Linked DNA regions of Sus scrofa: region 1 is linked to region 2. The links are chromatin contacts, called in public HiChIP or PLAC-seq maps. All regions are on one chromosome and are shown on one strand. Each heading gives the region's core, a stretch centred on a gene start, on an enhancer-like site or on the middle of the called end of the contact. The rest is flanking DNA. Distances are from core to core; before and after follow the strand shown.

Region 1 (4,737 bases), core at 1,115-3,614, 64 kb after region 2:
CCACTTCCGCGGCATATGGAGGTTCCCAGGCTGGGGGTCGAATTGGACCTGTAGCCACCGGCCTACACTAGAGCCACAGCAACTCGGGATCCAAGCCACATCTGCAACCTACACCACAGCTCACGGCAATGCCGGATCCTTAACCCACTGAGAAAGGCCAGGGATCGAACCCGCAACCTCATGGTTCCTAGTCGGATTCGTTAACCACTGCGCCACGACGGGAACTCCCTCAAGGAAATCTTGAAACTGCAGGGAGAAAATGTCATCTGTTGAGAAAATCTGTGTATCTTCTGCTCCAGCACCTGGAGCAGACGTGACGCCATTTTGCTTGCCTCACTTGATTTGTAACATTTGGAAAAGGCCGGGTGCCATGCTGAGCTGTCTGTACATGCGCGGGCACTGAACCCTCACAAAACCCTCACTGCACCCGCACCCCAACCTCTCAAGCGAGGAGCCTGAGGTTTAGAAACCTTACATGCGCCACCAAGATCCCACACTCCTTAGTGGAAAGCCACACAGAGGCCGGCCAGTGGACTCCCAACCTGCCCTCTACCCTTGAGGCCTCTCTGGGCGGTCATGGGGCAGAGCCCTGCACCAAAGTCCAGGGTCTCGACTCTAGACCAGGCTCTGCCCCTACAAAGGAGCCAAAGTCGCTTTCCTTCTAGGGCTTGTTGGTTGCCCTGATCTGATTTGGTTTCAAACAGTCTCGGAGGCAAGACTTGTCCCCTCATGTCACCTGAAGACCCTAAAGCCTCTACCAGGTATGAAACAATGTAACGCACACGACTATAAATGTTCCGAAACAACTCACCTGCCTACTAGTGAGTCAGAAACCCCAACTTTTTTTTTTTTTTTTTTTTTTTTTTTTTTTTTTTTGCTTTTTAGGGCCACACTTGCAGCGTATGGAAGTTCCCAGGCTAGAGGTCAAATTGAAGCTACAGCTGCCGGCCTATACCACAGCCACAGCAATGCCAGATCCGAGCCGAGTCTGCGAACCACACCACAGCTCACGGCAATGCCAGATCCCCCACTCACTGAGTGAGGCCAGGGATCGAACTTACGTCCTCATGGATACTAGTCAGATTTGTTCCTGATGCACCACAATGGGAACACCCCAACAATTTTTAAAGAATGTTTGACGATATGGGAAAAGGTGACAATTGCGTGCTAACTGCAGCTAAACATACAGAGGTCCCGATTCCACAGACACAGCGAGAGGAGATGGGAGGGAAACATTCCCCACATGATAATGGCTCTTATCTCCAAGCAGCAGAATCATGGGTGATTTTTGTCACATTTTCAGAACTTGCTACATTAAACAGCTCTCATTGTCACCACCATGAAAAAAGTGGTAGCAATTACTAAGGTTCCAAAGTCACAGGTGTTTAGGCAAAGCAGGGCTGATTCCAGGACAGAAGGGACTGGACGAGGAGACAGCCTGACTAAGACAACGGCACCCACTCCCGGGCTGTCCCCGAGGTGTTGGCAGCACTGAGCCGGAAAGAACCAAGAGTCACAGACGGCGGAGAAGGGGAAGGACCCGTATATTCGAACTCAAATGCCCTCTGGTGAGCTTGAGCGGCACAAAGAACGAACATCACCAAAGTCAAGAAGCACCTCCCCACTGCCTGTTCCTGTGTCCGCCCTCCCTGAAGGCCAAGGTGCCCCTGGAACCTCGGCTCAGCACCAGAGCTCAGCCTGGCGGCTGATGGGCGCCTGCAGTGGCCCAGACTCCGCTGAGCCGGGCTCTGAGGTTATAAGCATGCAGACGGCGCGCTGAGCGGGGTGCCCGTCGCGCTGTCGCTAGCGGGACACGAGCACGTCCAGCAAGGGGAGGGCCACGGGCCAATCTGTCCTGCGGTCCTGGGCCGGCGACACTAAGACGTGTGGGAGACCAAGAAACAGAAAGCACACAGCCCGTCTCTAAATAAAAGAAACCAGAAGAGTCTTACAGAAGAGTTTCATTTTTTTTTTTCCTGTTTTGGTTTTCGGTCTTCAAAAATTCTATTTTCCCCTCCTGGCCATGCTTCTGGGCCTCTTCCTTCAATCATCGACTGCAGTTTTTTTGAGAAGGCAGCTAATACTTACCCTGAACCTGTTTTTACAAAACAGTAGGGAAGCCAAGATATCTGGTGGATGCACGCAATAAATACATGTAATAAAAACACCCCCAAATATGACACAGCAGAAGCCAAAGAGAAATAAAACTGGCTGTCTGCATCAGGACGGCCCCTGGTTACGTGGGTAAGAGTCCATGCATGGGCCTGGGAATAACCTCAAGTGGCTTCTCTCCAGCCCCTGGTGACCTGCACACTTAGACCACTAAGTCACGCCCTCTGGCAGCACAAGACTCCTCCTGGTAGGATTTACGACCTGAAAATTTACTGCCTCGTATCTTCCCCACACTGCCACCTGTCCCAGCATCCCAGCTTCTCGCTAATGCTGTTTTCATGACTCATAAATGGATGGGACTGCTCACCTTCCCAAATATTATTTGTAGGGAACATTAAAGCTTCATAAAACAAATCTATAGACTAAGAGGGCTAACTCCACTTCAGATGTGTTTAAAACAAGCCCCGGATGACGTTTCAAATCAGAACAGTATTTTCAGAGCCACAGACATCGACCGGAGATTGCGCAATTGAGACCCCGGTCTCCTGACCTTAAAAAGCTGCGAGCCTTTCTCTGGAAGCCAGGGGGCTTGAGAGGTTCTTCAACCACAACCTACAGCATCCAACTCAGTTCCCCATCGGCTCAGGCAGATCAAAGTCCTTAGTACCGTGATTGATGGGAGAGCTCCGGTAACAAGCCCGGGGCTGGAGCTCAGGAGCTCAATCCTCTCCGTTTCAAGTGCTCCTTCACTGCCACAATTGAGTCTGACACAAACATCACAGAACATGATGCCATTCTGGTACATTACAGGCAGCTCTCCTGAAAATGATCCCATTATGATCTCTTTCTGGGCCAGTTTACCTCCTGATGGAAGCCAACATCTTTGGGAGGAATAATGAAAGCTAGAGAAACACAAACTCACCTCATCTGTTTTTCTCTCACAGTCCACTGGCAATAATTTCACTGCGACCAAGAAGAGAAGCACAGAGGAAATTAAAAGTGTGTGGATTGTGAGAAAGGATACAAAAAGGGACCACTCTCAAAATTCAGGGAAAGTAAAACATGAGCAATATAACGATGGGGATTAGAAAGATGTCTTTTAAGTAAGGTATTTAAAAAACACAGGCACTAAAATGTAAGGAGGTTGAAGCCCTGGATTAGAATTAGGATGTCTGTGTCCTAATCCCAGGAGTAAAACAGCAAAGGGACCTCAGGCAACGACTCACTTAACCCACCACTCTGAACCTCTGACTCGTCATCGTAACGTGGGCTCACTAAAGCCTTCCTTGCTTCACTCAGACTCAGCCTCACACAAGACAACATTCATGATGGTTCTAGATGTTGTGAACAATGTTACGTTACACAGGCATCGATACCATCATGGGAGAAGTCAGGGCAGAGCCCAGTGTTCACCCAGGAGCTGTGTCTTAGAGCCTCTCGGCAGTGAGGCCATAGCCTGCTTTCCGACATCACCAGCGTACAGTGAGCACTGAAACACGCCTGGGTCTGTCTAATTCCTCCAGCAGGTGGATAAACTGCTCTCAGTCAAGAAATTATTGGGATGTGGGCACAAGTCTGGGACCCCTGCGTCCGCAGACCTACTCATCCATCCAAATATCCACCTGCTGCAACAGCAAAGACAATTTAGCATTTCCCTGCATTTTGGCTGCTCCTGCCAGGCAGGCAAAGAGGGGGCCTGGGCTCAAGGCTGGGAACGGTATTAGTCATGTTCATTCTCTACAAAGACTTGGTGAACTACAGAATCACTTTATGCTCAAATTTGTAAAGAAATCACTTCTATGCTGTTTCTTATTCAACTAGAGCCCGGAATTATGGGAGAAGCAAATTTCCCTTTTAGGAAACACACAAATCCTAAACTATTGGTTAGCATAGAGTACCCCACAGCTTTCTTATTGGTGTGTCTTATCCAGTAAGTGTGGACAGAGGCATGGCTGGGAACACCCTTGAGATGCAGGACTCTCTTTTGGCACACTCCATGAGGGCGCTGCAAACAATGACAGATGCCACCGTGTACATCACTGTAAACTCTTTCAAAGGTTCTTCCACACCTGTCTCATGGGCAGGGCTAGAATAACCTCCTTTTGGCAAATGAGTCCTGTGGTCCAAAGAAGTAGAGCGTGCAGCCTTTCTGGTGCTGCAAAGTGGGGTCCCCAACCAGATCTATCCCTGAGTAGTGACACGTAAGGTGCCTTCCAATGGGCGCTGATGTGTGAATGAGCAAGAAAACAGAAGGGATCAAAGAACTAAGCAGGGACGGGTGGATCTGTTAGAGGGATGTGTTAGAGGGTTGGCTCTGGAGAGGGAAAAGGAAAAGTGACTCCAGAAAGGGTGCTTCCAGCACGTGGTTGAAAGGGAGATTAGTAGGCAGAGCTGGGACAGAAAATGCGAACAGGAGAAAGGTGACAGAAATGACTGCGGATCCAGGGATCCTGGTCACTCCTCCCACGGCTGGAGGAAGGAGAGCCACAGTCTGGAGGTTAACAGGCATCTGACAGGTGTGGGGTGTGCGGCCTGGCGCTGAGGACGGGTCGTCCCGGGGGGCACGCGCGCGACCAGGGCCCTCCCCTGCGCCGGCCAGGGACGTACTGCTGTCTCGCGCCTCCT
Region 2 (4,482 bases), core at 458-2,957:
AAGGCTTATGGGATTCACAGGATTGGGACTAGCTATGATTCTTGCCTGCAAAATCTTTATCCTTTGGGCCAGTGAAGAGCACTGTAAGAAGTGTGAGGCCTCAGTGTGGTGTCACACACCCCCACACCCTCCCCAGCCCTAGTCAGACACTCCATCCATCCCAACACCCACCCAGTGCTTGTCCCCATGATGCCACTGGGCATGTTCTTGCTCTACTAGGTGGGCTGGCTTGGCTCCGTGTAGCTAAGTTGCAAAAGACCATGTTCCTACTTTGACAGCTGTGGCCAAATTTTGCAAAAGTCACTTCCTCAGACTGTGTATGTGTGTATATGCTATCTCATAGGCCTGACCTCTCACCCGAGCCCCAGGCTCAAATATCCTACTGTCTACTTGACATTTCCACTCAGAGGTAACAGCACTCTGCATCTCAAGTTCAACACGTCTAACACCAAACACAAGATGTTCTTCCCACATCCCACCTGTTCCTCATCTAGTCTTTCTCATCTCAGTTAATGGCACCACCTTCCACCCAGATGCTCAGGCCAAAACAATCTAGGTGTGACCCTTGGTTCACCTTTCCTTCTATCCTGCATCCAATGTATCAGGGAAACCTGTGGCCGCAACCTTCCACGGCAACCTCAATCCAGCCACTTCCCTCTCCTGGGCTGCCTTCTGCATCCACACCACCATTTCTTGCCTGGGCTGCCAGAGTAACCTCTTCTCCAGCTGACTGCTTCTATTCTTGCCCCCCTATAATCCATTCACTACTACAACCAGAGTGATCTTTAAAAAAAGTAAATTAGGTCACATCGGCCCCGACTAAACCTTCCCAGCTCAATGGTCTTATGATAAAATCCACCTTCTAATCAGAGCCTGTCTTTAAGACCCTATCATGGAGTCTTAGGGTCTTTTACGAGGCAACTGAATATGACTAGCACCCATGAGGACGAAGGTTTGCTCCCTGGCCTCACTCAGTAGGTTAAGGATCCGGCGTTGCCATGAGCTGTGGTGGAGGTGGCAGACGCGGCTCGGACCTGGCGTTGCTGTGGCTGTGGTGTTGGCCAGCAGCTGTAGCTCTGATTCGACCCTTAGTCTGGGAACCTCCATATGCCACAGGTGCGGCCCTCAAAACACAAAAGCCGAAAAAAAAAAAACCACAAAAACGCAGGTCTACTCAAACGCAGGGGCCTGGGGTGAGGACAGGGCTTTGGCTATCGGTCACCACACAGCACTGTGAGGTACGGTAGTGTCAGGGGAGGAACAGACTGCCACAGGTACTGCGCCTAGAATCATGGAGAGCTTTTAAAAATACTGAGGCCAAGGCCTGCCCCACACTCTGATTCGAGTAGGTCGAACGACCCAGGTCTCCAGATTTTTAAAAGCGTCCTAGAACTCCGAGGGGTACGTTGTTAAGAGCACGGAGCCGTCCACGCGCACGTGTGGCCGAGGGAACGGCGCGCGCATGCGCCGGGCCCGCCACCGGCCCGCCCTGCCTTGTCCTGCCCCCCTACCCCCCACGCCTTCCCGCCGCAGGCGGTCCCCACACTGTGTCACCTGGGTGTTCTCTCCCTCCCGAAAGGCCTGCGCTACCCGCTGCCGCAGATAAGCGCCCAAGTCCCGGCCCCGTTTGGTCTCGTCCAGCGGCCATTCCTCACAGAGCCTGAGAAAACGCCGGTAGCGGCTGGCCGCCATCTTGGGCCCCGCGTGTCCCCGCCCCCGAGGGAGGAGTTGGCGCAGACGGAAGGCGTTTGCGCACTAAGGACCTCTGGCTTTCCGAGGAGCTGGCGCGGGAGGGAGGAGGGAAGAGGGAGGAGGGAGGGAGCATGCGCTCCTTCACCGCGCTCGCCGCATTCCGGGTGGGGGCGCTGCTCGCTTGCCCTGCGAGCCGAGCTAATTCAGTTCTTGTCCTTCTGGAACCAGCCGGTCTTCCAGGGGCAAGTCAGGCGTGGAGTACCCCCAGGGACGGCTTTGCTTCTCTTTTTCAATGAATGCACAAGCTCCAGACTAAAAATCCTCCTCTGAGACCTCTGCTGATTTGCATAAACGGATACATTTGCATGTAAATACAGGTTGTTATTCGATGAAGATATGTTTGAACTTAATATCCTAGCACACGTGGTTTGCAGCATCCCCCCCCCCGCCGCCGCCCGCGCCCCTTTCCCGAAGCCCCGGTACCTATCAGTACCACGATTGGTGCTCTGCCACAATTCCTTCTTTAGTGCTCCTCGCTCCTGTCCCTGTGTCCCCAGCCCCTGTTAGTATCACTTCTGAGCTCCCCCTCCCCAAGCCGTCCACTTGTCTGTTTGAGTTGATGCAGCCTGGAAAAAAACTTGTTTTACCAAGCTTGCTCTTATACAGTTCCAGCTGCATCCTGATTTTTCTTTTCTTAAACAAACAAACCCCAAAAACTCTACCTTCCGGATTTTCCTTGAGGAAAGCCTCATCCTCCTTTTGCGTCTTTACTGTCCTGTCTTTAGACAGGACCATCCCATGCACACAGCGCTTGGCTTCCCCCAGATCTCTTCCTTCTCTCCACCCGTCTACTTTGTATGTTTCCAGGAGACTCCTGCCCTGAGTCAGGGAGTGAATTCAGAACCAAATACAATGTTAGAAGTGACAAGGGCTTTAATGGAAGTGTTAAAGAATACTAGGCGTTTGGAGAAAGAAATAGTCCTTCTAGCTGTTGAGATTGGGGGAATGGGGAAGATCAGGGATTGCTTCTGAAGGAGATGGCATTTGTGCTGGGCCTTGAGGATGGTTAAGCTTTGAAAGTGGGCTTGGGAGAGGGACTTTGAGCAGCAAGAGCCAGGCTTGGGGCACGACTGGGAGAGAGAGGAAGTGGGGGGACAGAGATCAGTGGGTGGTTTTAGCAGGGAATAGCTCTGAACTGTCTGAAGTCCTTAAGGGTAAAGACCTATGAATGGGAACACCTGGGGACACAGGGATGTGTGATGCCTGCTTGAGGGGAGTTGGGGGGTTGGAAAATGAGGCACTCAAGACCCCCTCCCACGGCATTCTCCACCCACCAGTACCTCTCCCTGTACCACTCTCACCATTTGCAGTATTTGTAATGTACACTGAATCTGTTTTACTTTAACCTTTGTATTCTGTTGCTTTTGCTGCAAGAATGTTGCCTAGAGCCTGAAATGTACAGGAGAGCTGTTTCTCAAGGCTCTAACCTTTAAAGGTATAGCACCACTTTCCCACTCGTATGGAGATTAAAAAGTTGCAGAACAGAGAGTTGTCTTGGAGGTTTATGGGAACATTGTGAGCAGACACTTGTGGACATCTGTAAGAACAAAAGATTCTGGCACCAAGAAGTTTGCAGCACCCAACCACATCCCTTCCTGTTTCAGTACAAAAGAAGCCAGAATTCTAACTTGGGGAAGGTTGTTCTTTGGGACACTAGTCCGCCATCTTCTCAGTCTGCTGGCTTTCAGAGTAAAGTGGCTGGTCTTTGCCCCAGCAACTCATGTTTTGATTTATTGGCTGGTTGTGCAAGAGCAGTACCAGCTTGGACTTTATTTATTTATTTATTTTATTTCAGACGTGGGCAGGCCTGTTCTAGGGCTGCATCCATGGCATGTGGAGGTTCCCAGGCTAGGGGTTTAATCGGAGCTGCAGCCCCCAGCCTGCACCACAGCCACAGCAACGCCAGATCCGAGCTGCATCTGCGACCCACACCACAGCTCACGGCAATGCCGGATCCTTTAACCCACTGAGCAAGGCCAGGGATCCAACCCGCAACCTCATGGTTCCTAGTCGAATTCATTAACCACTGCACCACGACGGGAACTCCTCAATAACATATCTATAACCACACAGTTTTGATGATACCCAAAGGGCAAGAATTTATTTGCTATCAATATCAAGCACCAGGCACCTAGGGCTGACTGTGGTGGGTGCCCTGAGGCCTTCTCATTCTGCCTGAGGCCACACCACAGCTGTGGCTTGGAAGAGCACCTGGCTGGTCGCCAGCTGTGCTGGGAGGGTTTTCACCCCACTGAGGAACAAGCACAGTGAGAGTTTGAGAACTGCTGGAGCAGGGGAAGCCACAACCAGGGTCTCCTTTTCTTTCTTTTTTTTTTTTTTGCTTTTTAGGGCCGCACATGGGGCATATAGAAGTTCCCAGGCTAGAGATCGAATTGGAGTGGCAGCTGCCGGCCACAGCCACAGCCACAGCCACAGCCACATAGGATCCAAGCCACGTCCGAGACCTACACCACAGCTTGTGGCAACGCCGGAGCTTTAACCCACTGGGCAAGGCCAGGAATCAAACCTGCATCCTCATGGGTACTAGGTGGGTTTGTTACCGCTGCGCCACAATGGGAACTCCCAGGGTCTCCTTCTAAGGCTCTCCTTCCCCAGCACAGCCTTTTCCTGATCAACCTACATACCTCCCTTCCCCCCCACTACAGACTTGCATGGCTTGGTGGTCCAAGAGTGAGGTTTTGGAAGCTGATAGAGCTGGGTTGGCAGATG

The links. HiChIP or PLAC-seq counts read pairs in DNA pulled down with a chosen protein or histone mark.
Region 1: an H3K27ac HiChIP or PLAC-seq map of skeletal muscle shows a contact between it and region 2. The contact joins the enhancer-like site here to the promoter of C7H6orf125 in region 2. A contact is called at or near these places in 4 of 5 promoter capture datasets (fetal liver, fetal skeletal muscle, liver and 1 more), 9 of 47 Hi-C or Micro-C datasets (embryonic fibroblasts, heart right ventricle, liver and 4 more) and 2 of 2 datasets of contacts at active chromatin or transcription factors (alveolar macrophages and skeletal muscle).

What each region holds. Positions count from the first base shown.
Region 1 is chr7:29,991,442-29,996,178 of Sscrofa11.1, forward strand. LEMD2 (LEM domain-containing protein 2) reads right to left here. Exons shown (of 9, transcript XM_005665892.3): 1 at 4,720-4,737; 2 at 3,035-3,075. Among named protein-coding and RNA genes, the nearest start is that of LEMD2, 3.3 kb to the right of the region's middle. Within about 2 kb of position 2,365, at least 2 of the 83 cell types and tissues checked have an H3K27ac peak or open chromatin away from gene starts, as enhancers often do. A contact at or near this core is called in skeletal muscle, where this site is marked.
Region 2 is chr7:29,928,095-29,932,576 of Sscrofa11.1, forward strand. C7H6orf125 reads right to left here and starts at 1,708. Exons shown (of 4, transcript NM_001243451.1): 1 at 1,555-1,708. The coding sequence starts at 1,692.